2 separate regions of the Bos taurus genome follow, and region 2 is linked to region 1. A link is a contact called in public Hi-C data. All regions are on one chromosome and are shown on one strand. The core of a region is the stretch at or near the end of the contact, and the rest is flanking DNA. Distances in the headings are between cores, read along the strand shown.

The links. Hi-C and Micro-C count contacts between places; a contact is called where the count stands out from the background.
Region 2: a contact with region 1 is called in a Hi-C map of an unstated tissue, with 2.7 times the contacts expected there. A contact is called at or near these places in 3 of 11 Hi-C or Micro-C datasets (4-cell embryo, blastocyst and an unstated tissue).

Annotation. Positions count from the first base shown.
Region 1 is chr5:104,081,948-104,085,689 of ARS-UCD2.0, reverse strand. No RefSeq gene overlaps it. Among named protein-coding and RNA genes, the nearest start is that of PLEKHG6, 29 kb to the right of the region's middle.
Region 2 is chr5:104,157,618-104,161,359 of ARS-UCD2.0, reverse strand. It overlaps CD9 (CD9 molecule), which reads left to right and starts at 2,075. Exons shown (of 8, transcript NM_173900.2): 1 at 2,075-2,204. The coding sequence starts at 2,139. It overlaps LOC101906999 (a long non-coding RNA gene), which reads right to left and starts at 1,964. Exons shown (of 2, transcript XR_806922.4): 1 at 1-1,964.

The sequences.
Region 1 (3,742 bases), core at 515-3,014:
TGGTTGGAGGGACAGAGCTCACCAGACCCCCACCCTTAGTATCTAGCTAGCTCTCAGCTTAACACTATTGCTCTTCAGACACCCTGAGAAGCAAACCACCTGCAGCATAGTCCTGCGATGAAATAAAATTCAAATTCTAAGGTAAGTCATAATTCAAACATTAATTTTTTCTTTGTCCTTTTCGGTTCCTTCCTCCCCTCTTTGCATATGTGTGTGTGTGTACATGTGTGATGTCTCTGCATTAACCCAACCTCCTCTTCGATCATGATCTTTCTTAATCTCATAAAGGGTCGCAATTCCATAAGAGATAAACTTCTTTCTTAATCTTGTAAGATGATAATCCATGACTGTGCTTTGCGCCTGTGGATCTGGATCATGTAAACTGTCAATAACCTGTCATTTAATGTGCAGCCCCCTCTCTCAAACCTTGTTACACAACCACGTGTTGACCTCTAACAGGCCAAGTGAAGTGAAGTCGCTCAGTTGTGTCCAACTCTTTGCAGCCCACGGACTAGAGCCTACCAGGTCTCCTGTCCATGGGATTTTCCAGGCAAGAGTACTGGAGAGGGTTGCCATTTGCTTCTCCAGGGGATCTTCTCCACCCAGGAATTGAACCCAGGTCTCCCACATTACATGCAGACTCTTTACCATCTGAGCCACCAGGGAAGCCCCTAACAGGGCAAACAGTTCTCAAAGCTTTCTGAGAGGCTGTTCTCAGGTTATAACCCTGCAGTTTGGCGCCAATAAAAATCTCCCATTTCTTTCTTAGATCGACTAGTTAATTTTTGTGTTAACACCTGCACCTCACCAATATTTGAAGTCAGTCTCATGCACACAGCCTCTGAATTCAAGAGGTCTGGATTTAACTCCCACACACTACTTCCTAGCTGTGTGATCTTGGGCAAGTTACCTAACTTCTCTGAGCATGTTTCCCAAACCCCCATATAAGGATAAGAATAGTGTTCATGTCTTAGTGCAGTTGTGAGAATCAAGCAATCCATGAAGAACACGTAGGGGCACACAGCAAGTACCCCACAAAGATGAGCTATTAGGCATATATATTATTTATTATACATAATGGCTGACTAGGTGCCAGGAACTGTTTTAAGCACTTTCCACGGGCTGGTGAGTAGGAGGTCCTGATTCAGGAGCTCGGTCTCCCCTCTGGGGCCTTTGGACAAATCACCTCCCTGCCTGGGCTGGATCGCCCACGCGAGGCCGCGGCCCAGGCTCCGCGAGGTCTTGGGTAGCTCTGACTCCCAAGGTCTGAGTCAGACCCTCTCCGGGCACCGGGCATCGGGCACCAGGTTAAAGAGGTGAAAACAGCCTGTGCGCCAAGGAACAGGGCAGGTTTACTGCGTGCGGCTTTGGCGGCAGGGCGGGGTGACCCGGTTCTCTGCGCCGCCGCCTGCAGCCCACCGCACCTGGAGCATCCTAGCGGACCCCACCGGCCTGGCGGGAGCGGCTCCCCAGGGAAGCCCCCTCCTCCGGCCCCGCAGGCAATACCACCGCCCACCCCGAGCCCGGGGGCAGCGCCTCTGCGGCTCCCAAGCTGGCGCCCGCCGCTCTGGATCATCAGCCCCGGTCGCGAGCGGAGTCTCCTCCCGAAGCCCCGGCCCCGAAGGAGACGACGACCAGAGGCAGGCCCAGAGCGCCCCCGCTTCTGGGAGGCGCGGGCCCTGCCGCTTGCAGGGCGGCGCCCCCGGGGCCCCTCCCTAGGGTCAGTTCCGGGCGGCTGCCGGGGCGCGGCGGGAGAGGGAAGCCGGAGGGCGGCAGACTCATCTTCCCTCCCTCCCTCCCGCCGCCGTGAGTCACCCGCCCGCCCGGAGACCCGCTCCCTCCGCCCCCGCGGCGCCCCCTCGTGGCCACCGGGAAGCCCTGCTGCCCCTGCGCCCCACTCCGCGCTCTGCGCCCCGCCCACTCCCAGCCCCTGCCCCGCCCCTCCTCACCCTAGGCGTCTCCACCAGAAGCCCTCTGTGCCAGTTCAGTTCAGTTCAACCGCTCAGTCGTGTCCACTCTTTGCGACCCCATGGACTGCAGCACGCCAGGCCTCCCTGTCCATCACCAACTCCCGGAATTTACTCAAACTTATATGCATGGGAATACCAGACCACCTGACCTGCCTCTTGAGAAACCTATATGCAGGTCAGGAAGCAACAGTTAGAACTGGACATGGAACAACAGACTGGTTCCAAGTAGGAAAAGGAGTCTGTCAAGGCTGTATATTGTCACCCTGCTTATTTAACTTATATGCAGAGTACATCATGAGAAACGCTGGGATGGAAGAAGCACAAGCTGGAATCAAGATTGCCGGGAGAAATACCAATAACTCCAGATATGCAGATGACACCACCCTTATGGCAGAAAGTGAAGAGGAACTCAAAAGCCTCTTGATGAAAGTGAAAAAGGAGAGTGAAAAAGTTGGCTTAAAGCTCAACATTCAGAAAACGAAGATCATGGCATCTGGTCCCATCACTTCATGGGAAATAGATGGGGAAACAGTGGAAACAGTGTCAGACTTTATTTTGGGGGGCTCCAAAATCACTGCAGATGGTGACTGCAGCCATGAAATTAAAAGACGCTTACTCCTTGGAAGGAAAGTTATGACCAACCTAGACAGCATATTCAAAAGCAGAGACATTTCTTTGCCAACAAAGGTCCATCTAGTCAAGGCTATGGTTTTTCCAGTAGTCAGGTATGGATGTGAGAGTTGGACAGTGAAGAAAGCTGAGTGCCGAAGAATTGATTCTTTTGAACTGTGGTGTTGGAGAAGACTCTTGAGAGTCCCTTGGACTGCAAGGAGATCCAATCAGTCCATTCTAAAGGAGATCAGTCCTGGGTATTCTTTGGAAGGACTGATGCTAAAACTGAAACTCCAATACTTTGGCCACCTCATGCAAAGAGTTGACTCATTGGAAAATGCTCTGATGCTGGGAGGAATTGGGGGCAGAAGGAGAAGGGGACAACAGAGGATGAGATGACTGGATGGCATCACTGACTCGATGGACGTGAGTTTGAGTGAACTCCAGGAGTTGGTGATGGACAGGGAGGCCTGGAGTGCTGCAATTCATGGGGTCGCAAAGAGTCGGACACGACTGAGCGGCTGAACTGAACTGATATCCACTGAGTCGGTGATGCCATCCAGCCATCTCATCTTCTGTCGCCCCTTCTCCTCCTGCCCTCAATCTTTCCCAGCATCAGGGTCTTTTCAAATGAGTCAGTTCTTTACATCAGGTAGCCAAAGTATTGGAGTTTAAGCTTCAGCGTCAGTCCTTCCAATGAATATTCAGAACTGATCTCCTTTAGGATGGACTGGTTGGATCTTCTTGCAGTCCAATGGACCCTCAAGAGTCTTCTTCAACACCACAGTTCACATCAGTTCTTCTGCGCTCAGCTTTCTTTATGGTCCAACTCTCACATCCATACATGACCACTGGAAAAACCATAGCTTTGACTAGTCAGACCTTTGTTGGCAAAGTAATGTCTCTGCTTTTGAATATGCTATCTAGGTTGGTCATAACTTTCCTTCCAAGGAGTAAATGTCTTTAAATTTCATGGCTGCAGTCACCATCTACAGTGATTTTGGAGCCCCCCCAAAATAAAGTCTACCACTGTTTCCATTGTTTCCCCATCTATTTGCCATGAAGTAATGAGACCAGATGCCATGATCTTAGTTTTCTGGTGGCTCAGCTGGTAAAGAATTTGCCTGCAATGTGGGAGACCTGGGTTCTATCCCTGGGTT
Region 2 (3,742 bases), core at 826-3,325, 75 kb before region 1:
AATATCCATGCCTCATATACATACATGAAAGAAACAGAAAAATATTTACATGTTTTTCGTTGTCCTGAGAACTCTTAGGATTTGTTTTCTTAACAGTTTTCCTTATAACTTACAGCACTGTTGATTATATTTATCATATTGTACATTAAATCCCTAGTACTTATTTATCTTACAACTGGAAGTTTGTTCCTTTTGATCACTTTCATCCAATTCCCCTTCTCCTACCTCCCCACCTCCACCTCTGGTAACCACAAATCTAATCTCTCTCTCTGAGCTTGTTTGCTTGTTTTTGAAGTATAATTGACCTAAAACATTGTGTCAGTTCCTGATACATACATAACATAGTGATTCGATATTTCTATACATTTTGAAATGATCACCACAGTAAGTCTAGTTATTATCTGTCACTGTCCAAAGATATCACATAATTATTGACTATATTTCCTACACTGCACATTTCATACCCCTGACTCATTTATTTTGTAACTGAAAGTTTGTACCTCCTAATCTCCCTCACCTATTTCTCTCCTCCCCCTACCCACCTCCACTTGGCAACCAACTGTTGGTATCTCTGTATGTATATCTCTGTTTCTGTTTAGTTACACTTTTTTTTTTTTTAGGCTCCATTTGTCTTTCTCTCTCTGATTTATTTCACTTAGCAAAATACCCTCTAGGTTCATCTATGTGGTTGCAAGTTTTCCTTCTTTTTATGGGTAATATTTCATCATATATATATATTTTTTCTTTATCCATTCATCTATTGATGGACCACTTCTGTTGTTTCCATATCTTGGCTGCTAGAAATAATGTTACAATGAACATAGGGGTGCAAATGTATTTCCAAGTAGTGTTTTCATTTTCTTTGGACAAATACCCAGGAGTGGAATTGCTGTGTAGTTATATTTTTAATTTTTTAAAGAACCTCCATACTGCTTTCCATAGTGGTTGTATCAATTTGTATTCCCCCTCAACAGTTTTGGGGGCTTCCCCGGTGGCTCAGATGGTAAAGAATCTGCCTGCAATGCGGGACACCTGGGTTCAATCCCTGGGTTGGGAAGATCCCCTGGAGGAGAGCATGGCAACCCATGCCAGTATTCTTGCCCGGATAATCCCATGGACAGAGGCGCCTAGTGGGCTGCAGTCCATGGGGTCGAAAAGAGTTGGATACAACTGAGCGACCTAAGCACAGCACAACCATCTAGCAGGGTTCCCTTTTCTCCACATCCTAGCCAACATTTGTCATTTGCTGGACATGTTGGAGCAGAGGAGAAACACCCTAAGAACTCTGGCACAGGAGCTCAAAGATGTGGCAGTGGGCAGTGTCAAGGGCAAGAAGGAGGGTGATGAAGAGAAGAGGCAAGAACAGAAGCCAGGCTACAGCCCTTCTCTTCTTTGGGGCATCTGAACCACAAATCCAGGAAGCAATCCCACAGTGTCCAGCTCTCAGACCTATTACTATTCATTGATGGTGTTTCAGGATTACTTCCATAAGCCCCTACTGATCCTCCCATCCGGAAGGCAAGCCTCCGTGTGCCGAGTGAAGAGTGTGCTTCAGAGTGAAAGTGTGCAAGGAGCCGCCCCAGGGAGACAGAAACAGTTTCTCTTCAAATCGGGCCCCAAGCAAGAAGAGCCCTCATTCTGCTGGCCATCTTAGGTAAGGGGCCTCTGCCCTCACCACCCACCGGGGAAGTTCTCCCTAGGGTAGAGGGCTCGGGAGGGGCAGAATCCAGGAGAGAACCGAAAGGGGTGAGGCCTTCACATAATTCCAGGATGAAATCGGCCAGGGATGACGGCCTGGAAAGACCCCAGGACGGTTGGGAGGAAAGGGAAGCCAAGGCGGGAAGTCAGGTCCGGCCGACTAGGTGGGGAGCACCGAGCCAGAGGCGGGAGGAGCCGCGGGCCCCGGGACCTGGGCGTGGCGTGGCAGGTGGGCCGGGGGCGGGGCCTGCGGGGCGTGGGCGGGGCCCCGCACATGCGCACCGCGGCGGCGCGCGGCCGAGGAGTGGCACTTTTTAAAAGTGCAGCCCCGAGGCCAGCCGCAGCCGCGCGTACCTCAGTCCACAGCCTGGTCCCACCCGTCCCGGCCTCACGCGGCCCCGTTTCACATCAGTCCAACCCAGACCACTCTAGCTCGCATCATGCCGGTCAAAGGAGGCACCAAGTGCATCAAATACCTGCTCTTCGGATTTAACTTCATCTTCTGGGTGAGTGCGACTGCCGCGCGCGCCTCTCGGGGGCCACCTGTCCGCCCGGCGCACTCAGTCCGCGATCGGGGTTGCAGGGCACCCGCCCAGCCTGTGCGGGGAAGACTCCTGGCGGGGAGGAGACGGCGCTGCGGCCTCCAACTAACTCCTCGGCCCGAGCCGAGACGGGCGGGGCGGACGGGTTGGTCCGGGGCGCGTCCGAAGCGAGGCGGGCGGCTGACGCGCGGCCCTGATGACCTGCGGGTGGAGTTGTGTCTGCTCCCACCCCGAGCCCCTCCGAGCAAGAGGAAGAATCAGAGCACCCCTCTGCTGGGGACTTAAGGCCCTAATCGTGGGGGGCTGTGGCGGACTGTGCGATCCGGGGCCGCGAGGAGGGGAAGGATGCGGACGCGAAAAGGGACTAATGTCTCTCCGGGGGCGCTCAGCCAAGAGCTGTTGGCACGTTTGCACGGGAGGGGAAGGGACGCCCTGACCGCGGGTGTCGGCGTCCCGGGACCCCATTCGTGAATGAAAGTCGGGGTCCCTCCTGCACCCCCGAGCTCTCAGACTGATTCTGACCCGGCGTGAGAAAGTCCGAGCTCCCTCAAAACTACCTGAAAGACTAGCTTGTCTTGATTTTCTTTTTCCCCAAAGGGCGATAAGTATCTGGACTGGAGAGAACTCCGGGACTGTTGGGGAGAGTTGGGGCCGATGCTTATCGGCGCCCGTGTGGGATGAGTCCCGTGTTTCTCCATTTCCGGGAGGGATCAGGTGGCCGCCCTACCTCCTCCCTCGCCAGCCCACCCAGAAGCCGGGTGGGGCCACCGGGAGCGGACTGTCACCTGGGGAGGACGCAGGCCTGGGAGTTCCAAGACTCCCGCTGCCGGCCACTGGCAGCCTCTCAGCCTACGGCAGCCTGAGGCGGGCAGCGGGGAAGGGGAGAGGCCCCTCGGAGCCCTCCCTAGGGGAATTAAGGGGCCACCCAGACACCGAGGCAAGGGGTAGGGGACTTGGTGTCCTAATTTCAGGGCCACTTCCCCCGCTCACAGGTGGACGATGTTTGCCCCTTTGCCATCAGGAAGGCATTTGGAAAGGCAGATCCTGTGCCACTCTCCAGAGAGAGATGGCTATAGAAGCAGGGGCATGCCACAGGAGGCTTGTAACAAAACTGTACTTATTCACTCGGATCTGTTTCCCCATGAGCCCCAGGGAAAAGTCTCCCAAGATTTACTCCTCTCCCTGGAGCTGACGGGATATGAGACGGACCTGCCCTTGCTCAAGTCATCACACCAAACACCTGCCCTAGTGAAGGTGGAGCATAGATGTGCCCTGCCCAGCCCAGGGCCTGCTCTAGGGAGACCCTCCTGCTGTTCCCACTAGTCCCAGCAGCCAGCCAGCTGGCTGCCAGCCTGGCTTCCTCCTCACCCCAACAGAGGCACCAGAAAAGAATGTGGAAGGCGGGCTAGCCCCGCCTTGCCCCACCCTAGTCATTTAAGGAGTTTTCCTCTAGCACCTTCTCTCCCCTGCTAGTCCCCTGGTGACTCCTTGGCTTCCCAGGT